Linked DNA regions of Mus musculus: regions 1 and 3 are each linked to region 2. A link is a contact called in public Micro-C and promoter capture Hi-C data. All regions are on one chromosome and are shown on one strand. The core of a region is the stretch at or near the end of the contact, and the rest is flanking DNA. Distances in the headings are between cores, read along the strand shown. Region 1 holds the start of Slc38a10 (solute carrier family 38, member 10). Region 2 holds the start of Faap100 (Fanconi anemia core complex associated protein 100). Region 3 holds the start of Pcyt2 (phosphate cytidylyltransferase 2, ethanolamine).

The links. Promoter capture Hi-C pulls out the DNA fragments that hold promoters and counts their contacts. Hi-C and Micro-C count contacts between places; a contact is called where the count stands out from the background.
Region 1: a promoter capture Hi-C map of neural stem cells shows a contact between it and region 2. The contact joins the promoter of Slc38a10 here to the promoter of Faap100 in region 2. A contact is called at or near these places in 3 of 39 promoter capture datasets (frontonasal cranial neural crest, neural stem cells and neutrophils), 1 of 484 Hi-C or Micro-C datasets (CD8 T cells), 8 of 115 datasets of contacts at active chromatin or transcription factors (astrocytes, bone marrow-derived macrophages, effector CD8 T cells and 5 more) and 3 of 9 other capture datasets (adipose tissue, liver and macrophages).
Region 3: a contact with region 2 is called in a Micro-C map of stem cell-derived neural progenitor cells, with 2.5 times the contacts expected there. The contact joins the promoter of Pcyt2 here to the promoter of Faap100 in region 2. A contact is called at or near these places in 1 of 39 promoter capture datasets (embryonic stem cells), 3 of 484 Hi-C or Micro-C datasets (embryonic stem cells and stem cell-derived neural progenitor cells), 2 of 115 datasets of contacts at active chromatin or transcription factors (extraembryonic endoderm stem cells and pancreatic cancer cells) and 3 of 9 other capture datasets (adipose tissue, liver and pancreatic islet).

What each region holds. Positions count from the first base shown.
Region 1 is chr11:120,149,290-120,152,659 of GRCm38.p6, forward strand. It overlaps Slc38a10 (solute carrier family 38, member 10), which reads right to left and starts at 2,062. Exons shown (of 17, transcript NM_024249.5): 1 at 1,691-2,062. The coding sequence starts at 1,789. It overlaps Gm11769 (a long non-coding RNA gene), which reads left to right and starts at 1,118. Exons shown (of 3, transcript XR_389232.4): 1 at 1,118-1,425; 2 at 1,549-2,109; 3 at 2,490-3,370.
Region 2 is chr11:120,376,474-120,380,179 of GRCm38.p6, forward strand. Faap100 (Fanconi anemia core complex associated protein 100) reads right to left here and starts at 2,273. Exons shown (of 10, transcript NM_027980.2): 1 at 2,069-2,273; 2 at 1,855-1,973; 3 at 233-1,188. The coding sequence starts at 2,233. Nploc4 (NPL4 homolog, ubiquitin recognition factor) reads right to left here. Exons shown (of 17, transcript NM_001195023.1): 17 at 3,325-3,706.
Region 3 is chr11:120,616,212-120,619,687 of GRCm38.p6, forward strand. Pcyt2 (phosphate cytidylyltransferase 2, ethanolamine) reads right to left here and starts at 1,734. Exons shown (of 14, transcript NM_024229.3): 1 at 1,553-1,734. The coding sequence starts at 1,641. Sirt7 (sirtuin 7) reads right to left here. Exons shown (of 10, transcript NM_153056.3): 10 at 2,160-2,838. The coding sequence ends at 2,637.

The DNA.
Region 1 (3,370 bases), core at 812-3,311, 230 kb before region 2:
CATTATCAACCACAAGTTGACTCCCACACACCATGACCCCACCTCCTCCAAGTCAAACCAAGCCACATCCAACCTCTGGCACAGTCGAGCAACAGGTAGTCGTCTTCTGGTGGGTGGGAACAACTAACTGGTAAGTGTGCCAGCATTATGGAATTCCTCAAGTGTACAGTAAGGTACATATGTTCCTTTACCTCATGAAAATTCATCAAGTGTGCATTTAAAATATATGCAGTTTTCCACACACTAAATACAATAAAATGTTTCTCCTTTTTAATTGCCGGAATCACTAAACAAACTAGCTCTAAACCCAAAGGTTTGTTTTTTTTTTGGTTTTTTTTTTTAGCTCCCCCTAAACACTAAGACATTCCCCACTCTGCTGGACTCATGGCTTTGCCCCAAGGCTCCGGAGGAGATAACAATCTAGTGATAGGAACTGACAGGTTTTAGGCACAGTTTGACTGTTTCTGGTCTCTCTTGCACTGGGTTCCAAGCTCTCCCCAAGCAGATCTTCACTGGGCTCATCATCTCCGTTTGCTCTGGTAGAGGCCTAGCACCTGTGCACAGCCAGGCTCCACAAGAGACTGCTCAACCACCTGAGCCCAAACAGCTAATTTCCCAGTCAGCTATGACAGACCCCAGTAAAGGGTCAGTCACACTTCACAGACAGGCAGCAAGGATGACAGAGTTCACTTGGAGATTCGAAACCAGCCAACACTCAAGTCCCAGGATGCAATTCTGCTGACAGACAGTTTCCATGGACACTGGGACACGTAGGCACTCCAAAGACACCCAAAACCATCCCCCAACAACTCAACACTGGGGTTCACAACACAGATGTCACCCCAGAGGATCTAGCTCTGTCCTCCTGTCTACATCTATTAACCATATCAAATACCCTACCCGGGAACCCTAGATACAGTCTCAATCAGGATAGGTTGTTGAGGATCAAAAACTCATTGATTAAAAAAACTTGTTTTCTATTTTTAGCCTGGGATGTGAACGACAAAACACACGAAGTAGTTGTTAGTCTACTATTAAATTATCAACAACCCATTTTCACTTCCAAATGTCTATCCCGGATTAATCTTCCACCTCATCTCCTGGGAGTCATCAGATAGGAGGAGTGGTCTCTGCCTTGATAACCCACTGTTTCAATAGAACAGGACAGCAGCCCGCGTGGCATGGATGAGCGACGGGGAACCCCGCCACTCCCTTTGTTAAGAGAGTCATTACCCAATTTGACGTTTCCATCTGCTTCCGCAACTCACTGGCAGACACAACAAAGCCACGTAGAAATGACCATCTTTTCATGTGGCATTCAACACAGAAATAACACCAAACTTTTTTGTATGCCGGCTTTTCCAACTGCGGTGACACATGATACAGATCAGACCAAACGAATGCTTTAAATCGCCTTGAGTAAAGGTGAGTAGCCGAAGCCGAGGACCGGCATGCTTCCGTGCCATGCAGTCGGTCAGAGTCAAAAACAGGACCAACAAAACCACTATCAATCCGCTAACGTATCCTTCTCTGTGCCTTTCCGTACAGTGTGAGCAACCGCTGAGCGCGCAGATCCGGACCGCGACTCGCTTCGGGGACGTTGCTTGGGTCTCTTCCCGACCCGCGGTGCTCACACCCCCTTCCCACCAAACGAGCACTTCAACCTGATGCCCCCGCGCCCTCGACTCACCTGCTTGAAGCAGAAAGGCATGGTGAGCACGCTGACGCCCACGATGCTGTTCACCACGTTCGTGATCAGCCCCCACTTGGAGGTGGAGGCGGCCGTCATTTTGAGGGTCTAGGGACCAGGACAGAGCGACCCTAGATAACCCTAAACCTGAAGCAGGGGGGGCCGCGGACAGGCGTCGCGAGGTCAGCCTCCAGACCCTGCCAGGCTCCGCAGCAGCCTCATAGCCATGGTTCCAGGTTCCCGCCTCCGCCTCCCCAGAGTGAAGCGGGAACCCGGAAGCGCCGCAGGCAACGCTAGCAACACCTCAGCTCCGCTTCGCTGCCTCCGGCACCCAAACTTCCGCCTTCGGAGCCTACTCTACCAGGAAGTGACGGTATCAAAGGGCGGGATGAGGCGGGACGCCAGCCAACTAGAAGTAGGTGTGTATGCCCGAGGAGGCGTGGTTTGGGTGGGCCCAGAGGCGGAGCTAGGCGTAACTCTGGCCAATAAGAAGTATGTGGGGGGAGGGACGGCGGGACGTGGGGCGGGGTCTGAATCAGGGCGGGGCTACAATCTGGGTTAGGGGTTCCAGGCTTAGACTAGTGACTGTGGCCGCTGGTAGAAGAGTCATTTGCTGGGTACAACCTCTAGTGGAACAACAGGAGAGAAAGAGAAGGACTACCTTTCAGGTGAGGAGTGGGCTCTTGAGGGTTAATTTTCAGGTCCTTGCGCACAGGAAGGATTTTGGGTCACAATTGGAGGACCTGTCTAGACTGAATGCCAACTTATTGGGACAAAATTAGCACTTAACGTTTTACAGATAAAAATCATCGGGACACCGGGAGGTTCAGAGACTCAGCAAAGTCACAACAGCCTGGAGGAGGGAGCATGGAGATGTGTCTGTTTGATACGCTAAGTGGGTGAAAATGGTCTACTGCCCTAATATGAAAGAAAACCAGAGGAAAGGTAAAAAGGAGAGACTAGGGAAATCTAGGATTTCAAGAGATGGTGGCTTCTGTACTGGAAGGACTAATGAGAATTCTTCCTGGAGTAATGGACATTAAAGAGACTAGAGAAAAGAGAACGCTCCAACACCTAAGTGGATTACTGGCACCTGGCAGTGTTCTTTATGGTGGTGTCTGTGGTGAATGAAGGCCTAGGGACCTGAGGTCCAAGAAAGACCCCACAATGATTCCAGGAGGCCAGAGCTGTGCATGCAAGGAGGAACTTCAAGCTGCCTAAAGAGGCTCTCCTAGAAAACAATTTGAGGCCCATGCAAGATCTCAGACAAGGGACAAATTCTTCCAGCATCAGGCAGAGCAGCTTCTAGAGATGAGAGAGAGAGAGAGAGAGAGAGAGAGAGAGAGAGAGAGAGAGAGAGAGAGAGAAAGGAAAAGCTAGAAAGAGCAATTGGTGGCATGAGCCATTAATCCCAGCGTTCAGGAGGCAGAGACAAGCAGCTCTCTTGAGTTTGAGGACAGCCTGGTCTACATAAGTGAGTTCCAGGACAGCCATGGCTACGTGGAGAAACCCTGTCTCGAACAAAAAAAAAAAAAAAGGAGTAATTGAATACAAAGCCAGAATAGGGTTGGAGAGATGGCTCAGTGGTTAAGAGCACTGACTGCTCTTCCAGAAGTCCTGAGTTCAGTTCCCAGCAACCACATCATAATGGGATCCAATGCCCTCTTCTGGTGTGTCTGA
Region 2 (3,706 bases), core at 1,023-3,522:
CTGAGGGGCCACAGCCGTGTTCCAGGGAGGACACACATACAAAGGTCCTTGACCCCAAGACAGGAGTGAGTGAACTTCTGGTCTGTGATGAGCCTGATGAGGAAGGCCCATACCTGCTGAATTAGCAAAAGTCTCACCAAACAAAAAGGCAAGGAAGAAGGACAGCTGAGGGAAGAGACCGTCAGGGAGGAGCCTGTCCTGCGCCTCTATGATGACGAATGGCAGCTCATACCTGTAGGTGCCCTTGCTGTCACACACAGAGCCAGGGCGCTGCAGATGTTCAAGCTGGCTGGGCACAGCACAGAGGGTAGACCTCCTATGGCCCCGTCTGGCTTCTCAGGGTTCCAAGGACTGTCTCTCCGAGTCAAGTCTACCACACAGAGGTCTGAGGGAGTGCTGTGGTACACGTGGCCATCCCTGTCACAGGCAGCACAGAGCACAGGCCCTGGGAGGCAATACTCACGCAGCTCCGGCACCAGATTCCCTGACTCACTCCAGCTGGCCTTGATGGCCAGTGTCCGGCCCTGGTGACCAAGGGCTACTAGGCAGTCAGAGTGTTCATGCTGGCCAGGCAGCAGCTCTCCTGCTGCTTCCTCCTCGTGTGGCTCTGCCCTCAAAGCCCCAATGAAGATCACAGGCTCCTCTAGGTGGTGGAGGATCTTGACCAGGACCTTTGGGTCACCAGGGGCTAACCCAGAAGTAACCAAGGCCTTCAGGACCACACAACAAAGCTGGCCATCAGGGAGACCGCAGAGGATCACAGGGGACTGCAGGAGGGTGGCATCGACTCCAAAGAGTAGACCAAAGAGAGCCTCCTCCAGCGTGAAGCACCCACAGCCCTGGGGGTGACCATGAGGTGCCCTGGAGTCTGGTGGGAACACGCAGCACAGCACGGGCAGGAAGCGGGGGGCTGCAGGCTTCTCTGGCACCCCACCTGGTGGGGTGCAAGTGGACAACTCCACCTCACCAATCTGGCCTCTGGGCAGAGGCTCCTCCCCTGCACAGGGACGCTCAAACAGCTGCATCTTCCACTGGGTGGGGCCCTGTGCCAGGGTGACCAGCATATCATCCAGCACGGTGAAGGCACAGAGGGCAGCGTCAGGGAGGACACACGCATCCGGGTCCACATGGATCACAGGGTAGGGGGGAGCCGCTTCCTCTTTGTCCTCACAGGCCTGGCTCCCAGACCTTCAGGAACAATGGAAGCATAGTCAGTATTGGGTGGGGTAGACTCACACCGTGCTCAGCAGTAACCTGACTTGCTCTGAGTAGGCTAGGCAGGAGACATCACAGGCCATTCAGCAGGTAGGTCTCTCTCTCTCTCTCTCTCTCTCTCTCTCACACACACACACACACACACACACACACACACGCTTGACACAGGATCAGCCAGAAACATAGCTCTGCAGATCGAGGCAGCTTGGGAACTATTCCCAAGGCTGCCTGGGCTGTGCACGGTGAGTTCTTCCAGCACAAGCCAAGGGACACGAGCTTTTGCCACTCACTGCTTGCCAGAGACACCGTCTTCTGAGACCCACTTCCAAGAGGTCTTGCCAGGCACCGGAGGGCAGTGATAGCGGTGCTCCTGGTTGCAGACTTCACTACCTGAGCCTCAACAGCTAAGAACTTCACAAAAGCAGACACAACTGCCACGCCTGCATATGCACAGGTACTAGAGAGCGGGAATGGGCGGCCTAGACCGCAGTCCTCTGCTTCCTACCCCAGTGTGTTGTCAGTGGCCGTCAAAGGGACTACTACTGGGACAAACCTCTCACAACTAGGAGGACATGAAAGCCGGCCTCCCTGGGGACCCGACTTGTCACTGGCCGGCCGCGTGGGGCCACGCCCCCTCACCTGTCCAGCGAGTCCAACGACAGGCAGTAGATGCCAGTCCGGGCACACAGGACGTAGAGTGCCCTGCGGATGGCCAGGAGCTGCAGGTGCCATACCTGGTCGGGAAACTGGTACACCGCCTGGGCGCCAGGAGAGCGAGGTCAGGCGAGGGCACACGCGGCCCCGGCTCACCTCGGAACGGCGCCGCCCGCCCGCCCTCCCGCCCTCCGCTCACCGTCAGCAGCCCGCCCTCCTGGTCATACACATAGACGAACTCGCGTCCGGTGGACAGAAAGACCTCAGCCTCATGCCGCAGCACAAACGGCTTCCCCGCCGCTCGGCCTCCGAGCGGGCAGCAGAAGTCCGACAGGTAGTGCACGCGCGAGGAAGCGCCCGCCATCCTGCGGGCGCCGGGCCAGAGCTCAGCCCGGAGGGGCGGTGCCGCCTCCAGGCTTTACGGCCGCCCACGGCGCGGCGCGGCCTCCGCCGTAAAGCGGCCGCTGCGGAGGCGTGGCCGGAGCCTGCTGCAGGGGCGGGGACAGTTGCTCTACGGTCCGCTAGAGGGCGGGAACGCCCCCAAACACCGTGGCTTAGCAAAGAGCCACAACGGGAGGCACAAAGCCAGAGGGTAGCCAAATAATGCAGTCCTGCAAGTTCACTGGGGCCCGCGTCAGGGCCCTTGCCTCGGATCACCTACCTGTTGAGCAGAGGTTGCTCTGGTGCAAGGCTTGTATGCAGCACTTGCCCTGGCACCGTTTTGTGACAGCACTTGAGAGCACCACCCGTATAGCACGGGGTTTCAGGAGTAGGGTGGCACAGCACACCATTCAGTCCCTTGATAGGGAAAAAGGTGCTTCAGGCCAGCCATCCAGAAGAGCCTTTGCTCCACTCATGAACGCGGCAGGATGTGATTCTACAGCAGAGGATGCTGAAAACCCTAATGAGCTGGGTCTAAGGGAAACCACATTTTCTTCAATGACAGCTCTTCTTGGGGCTCCCTGAGGGAGCAGGCGGAGAATCCTACCCTGGAATGAGGCTCCAAGTACAAGATGAAATACTACTCTTCCAGAGCACTCATCAGAAACTAGACACCACTGCCTATGCTTCTGAAGTGGCAGCTACTCGGAGGGCTGAAGGCAGGAATACTTGAGTTCGGAGCCAGCGCAGGCAACCTTGACTCTTAAAAGAACGTTCATCTGAAAATTACAGCGGACAAATCTACAAAGGTGTGTGGGGTCACAACCAGGCACAAAACGTCCTGTGAACTTAGAGAGCATAGTGTAACCCTAGTGTAGATGTCAGAACAACATCCTGGGGCTGGAGAGACGGCTCAGCCGTAAGAGCACACGCTGTACTTGCAGAAGACCCAAGTTTGATTCCCAGCATCCACATAGGGAAGCTCACAACCCCCAACAGCTCCAGGGGCTCCTACATCTTTTACTAAGGTATTTATGTGTACAAAAGCATACGATTAAATAAATAAAAGCTGTGTGGTGGTATACACCTTTAATCCCAGCACTCAGGAGGCAGAGGCAGGTGGATCTGAGTTCAAGGCCAGGCTGGTCTACAAAGCTAGTTCTACAACAGCAACGCTTATGAAAACAAAACAAAACAAAAAACAAAAAGCTCTGTCTGGAACTGGACACCCCCCAGCCCCAAATATTTATTTCTTAGGCTTTATAGTTGTAGCCTGTCTGTGCTTCCAGAGTACTGGGAATAAAGGCACAGACCACTATGCCCAGCTGTAAATTAAGTGAAAACAAAAAAACAAAAACCAACTTTAACCCAAGGGTGAAGCCTGGACCTATTTTATCATTTCTGAGTGGTCTCTGAAACAGATCTGAGCCCAAGCCCCAGGCTGCTCTGAAGACAC
Region 3 (3,476 bases), core at 484-2,983, 240 kb after region 2:
TTTGCCCTGTTGGTGCCTCCTGCTATGGGCAGGCATTTCAAGCTGCTTCAGTTCTTTTTCTTTTTTTCTTTTTTTCTTTTTTTTTTTTTAAGACAATAAGGTCTCATGTAGCCCAGGCTGGCCTCAAACTCACTATAAAACCTAGGACGACCTTCAACTCTTGACCCTTTTTTTTCTGTCCTGGAACTTACTTTGTAAACCAGGCTGACCTTGAACTCAGAAATCTGCCTGCCTCTGCCTCCCAAATTCTGGGATTAAAGGTGTATACCACCACGCCCGGCGACTTTCAGCTCTCAACCCTTCTGACTCCATCTGCTGAGATTCCCACCCAAAGCCAACTGTTGGGTGCTACAAAACAAATGTAGGACCTTGTGCATGCTGGGCCAGCATAATACCAGCTGAGCTAGCTACACTCCCAGCCCGCAAGATACAAGAGATTATCTAGGATTTGAATATGGAACCTCCTGCACCCTAAACAAGAATAGTCCCCCTGGATCAACAAGCCACACTCAAGCTTGGAAACAAGAGATCAGTCCTGCATTGGGAGCAGATACTTCCACCCTGACACAAGTGGACAGTTCCCCACCCCCAGGGCTGGCTTAGCTCTCTGAGAGAACAAGTGCCTGTCACCTGCTTTTATCCTCAAATCTAGGTCTGGCCACAAGTACTTTGTCAAGGTCAAGCTATGCAGAAGCCAGCAATATGCTGGACACTGAGGATATCCCAGTGGGATATCCCTGGGACCACCTGTATTCTTTGCCATGGGCCAGTGCTGGGCCATAGGTTCTGCTCTGCTTCCTCTAGAGCCCTAGTGGGCTATCATCATGTCAACACCACAGTGCACGGGGTGGGAGGTGGGACATGATAACGGGCAAATTCCAGGACAGCCCTTGTGCCCACTAGACAGGCAGGGCTAGATCAAAGGTCAGAGTCTGCATCTGGGCTTGTGGCACCATGGTGGGGCCAAGGTCATAGTCCACTGACACGAAGTCAAAGCTGGTGACTCAGGTGCAAAAGAACAGAAGGGGACTGAAGTTGTAATTCAGTGATGGAGCACTTGCCTGTACATATATAGCACACAAGGCTATGGTTCCCATCCTCAGCAACCAACCAAAGACAAACAAGAAACGCACAAAGTCTAGCCTATTCCGCCATGAATGCCCTGAGGAGCCCTGGTGACCATTCCGAATGCCTCTCATCCACCAGGGGTAGGCACGACGAAGGGCTGAAGATGGTAAGTTATAGAAAGGCCAACATCTTATCTCTTCGGCTTGTTGACAGCTCCAGGACTTTCTTGGAGACGTCACGGGCTGATTTGCCAGAGAAGCTCACAGCCTTCCAGCCCAGGTAATTTGGGTAAATGCCCAAGGCGAACAGACAGCCGCATTTCCGGTTTTCGGGGAGCGCACCGTCTGATGCACCCGTGTCTGTACGCTACACTCCTAAGTGACCGGAGGCCAGGTTGCCTCGTGCGGCCTCGGAAGACTCCGGTTCCGCCAACGGCCGGTGCGTGACGCCCAGGTGACCGCCCTCCCCTCGTCGCCCCACTCACCAGCCATCGCACCACACCCGCACGATGCGCTGATCTCCCGGACCCTTCAGCCCAGCAGCGCTGGCAGCCCCGTGCCCGTTCCGGATCATGGCACCGGAGGCCCCCCGCAAATCCTGGCGGCTCCCGCGACACACAGTACCGTCGCCCCGCCCTCGACGCTTGCGCGTGCTCACGCGGATCTCACCCGCTTGGCGCAGCCAATGGCGTGCGCCAACCAGGGCCCCGCCCCCAGCCGGGCCACACCCCCCTCCGCCCAGATCGAGCGGCCAATGGTCTGTGTTGCAGGTGCCCGGGCTTTGGCATTTGACTTCTCCACAGACGAACGGGGCAGGTTAGCACCACAACTGTGCGTGCAGCTCACCCCGTGCCTTAAGCATTCTTAGGAGCCGGGCAGTGGTGGCGACCCCTTTAATCCCAGCACTTGGGAGGCAGAGGCAGGAGGATCTCATGAGTTCCAGGACAGCCAGGGCTACACACGGAAACCCTGTTTCAAAAAAACCAACCAACCAAAAGCATTTTCAGGGGCTGGGTTCTTCAAAAGCGCCTCGATGCAGGCCCTCAGATGCAGGCACCTCGGTGGTGCGTGTGACAGTCATCGGGACACCAAAGCAATTGAGAGATGTTTAATAAGACTTGCTCAGACTGGAGGCTTAGTTAGATTCTCCCTGTGCCGCATACCCAATACAGAAAAAGGCTTCTATAAAGTGAACACTTGTACGTGATAAGGAGTAGAAAGAGGGAGGCCCTGAGACTAGCCTGGAGAGTGAGGTAAGGCAGTGGTGGACTCTCCTGCTGGCCAGGCCTGGGAAGGGCCGGAGCTCTTCTCACAGAGGCCTTGCTGCCACCTTTGTACAGGGGTGAACAGGAGGGAGGTGTCCTTGAAGATCAAGCCCATAGCGGGGCAGTCACAGCAGTGCAAGAGAGCCTTTCCACAAGGACAAATGGCTAAAGACGACCGTCACCGCGAAGCCGGCACCCACTAGAGCCGGAGGGGGCACTCTCGCCTTCACGGCGACACGGGCGGAGCCCCTGAACAAGGGTCAAGCCATCTGCAAAGTGCCAACTGTTCTTTGTCAACTCCGGGCTATGCCACTTTCTTCCTTTTTGCACGCTTGGCACAACCCCTGCCAAACCAGCCTCCTAGGATAGGGGGAGCTGAGGCAAGGGGGTCACTCTGGTCCCCAGGTGGGGCTTCTTCTCTGCTTCTGCATAGTGACTTCCTACTGTGGCTGCCTTCTTCACCAGCACGGAGGGGGGTCGCCAAGGAGAAGATTGGATCCTGCCACCTAACAGAAAGAAAAGCAGCATCAGGCAGGTCTGAAAACCCCTCGAATCGCAACCCTCCCAGGCACAGGAAAGCTGTCTGAGGCCACCTGCCATCCCACCTATGTCTTAATCTGGGCTTTGGCTGGAAGCAGCGTCAGTGACACCAAGCTGCAGGGGACACCAAGCTGCAGGGGAAAGTCTTCAGGGCAGCAGCAGCCCTCGCTCGACAGCCTCTTCTGTCTCACCCACTGTTGGTGGGAGCTGCACACATAGGAAGGGGTAGTGCTAGCCACAGGATGGCCTCACCTCCAAGGATAACTTGCTAGCAACTCTGGGCCCCGTCTCTCACTTGTATGGATAGGGGCAGATGGACCAGACCCTTTTCCCTTTCCCAGACTGCGTGACAGGGATGGGGGCGGGAAGAGGCCGGTTGACTGGGGAGGTGTGGCCTACAGACTACACCATGAAGAAATCATGTGTCTGATTGAAATGTAGAACCACATATTATAAACGTAAGATAAAAGTAAGCACTGATTAAAAAATGAGCTAAGTTAATGTTAAAAAAAAAAAAAACAACAACAACAACCAATAACAACATCAACAATGTGGCACAGGAGAGGCCCACGTCACAGAACACCACAAACATAACATACAAGAA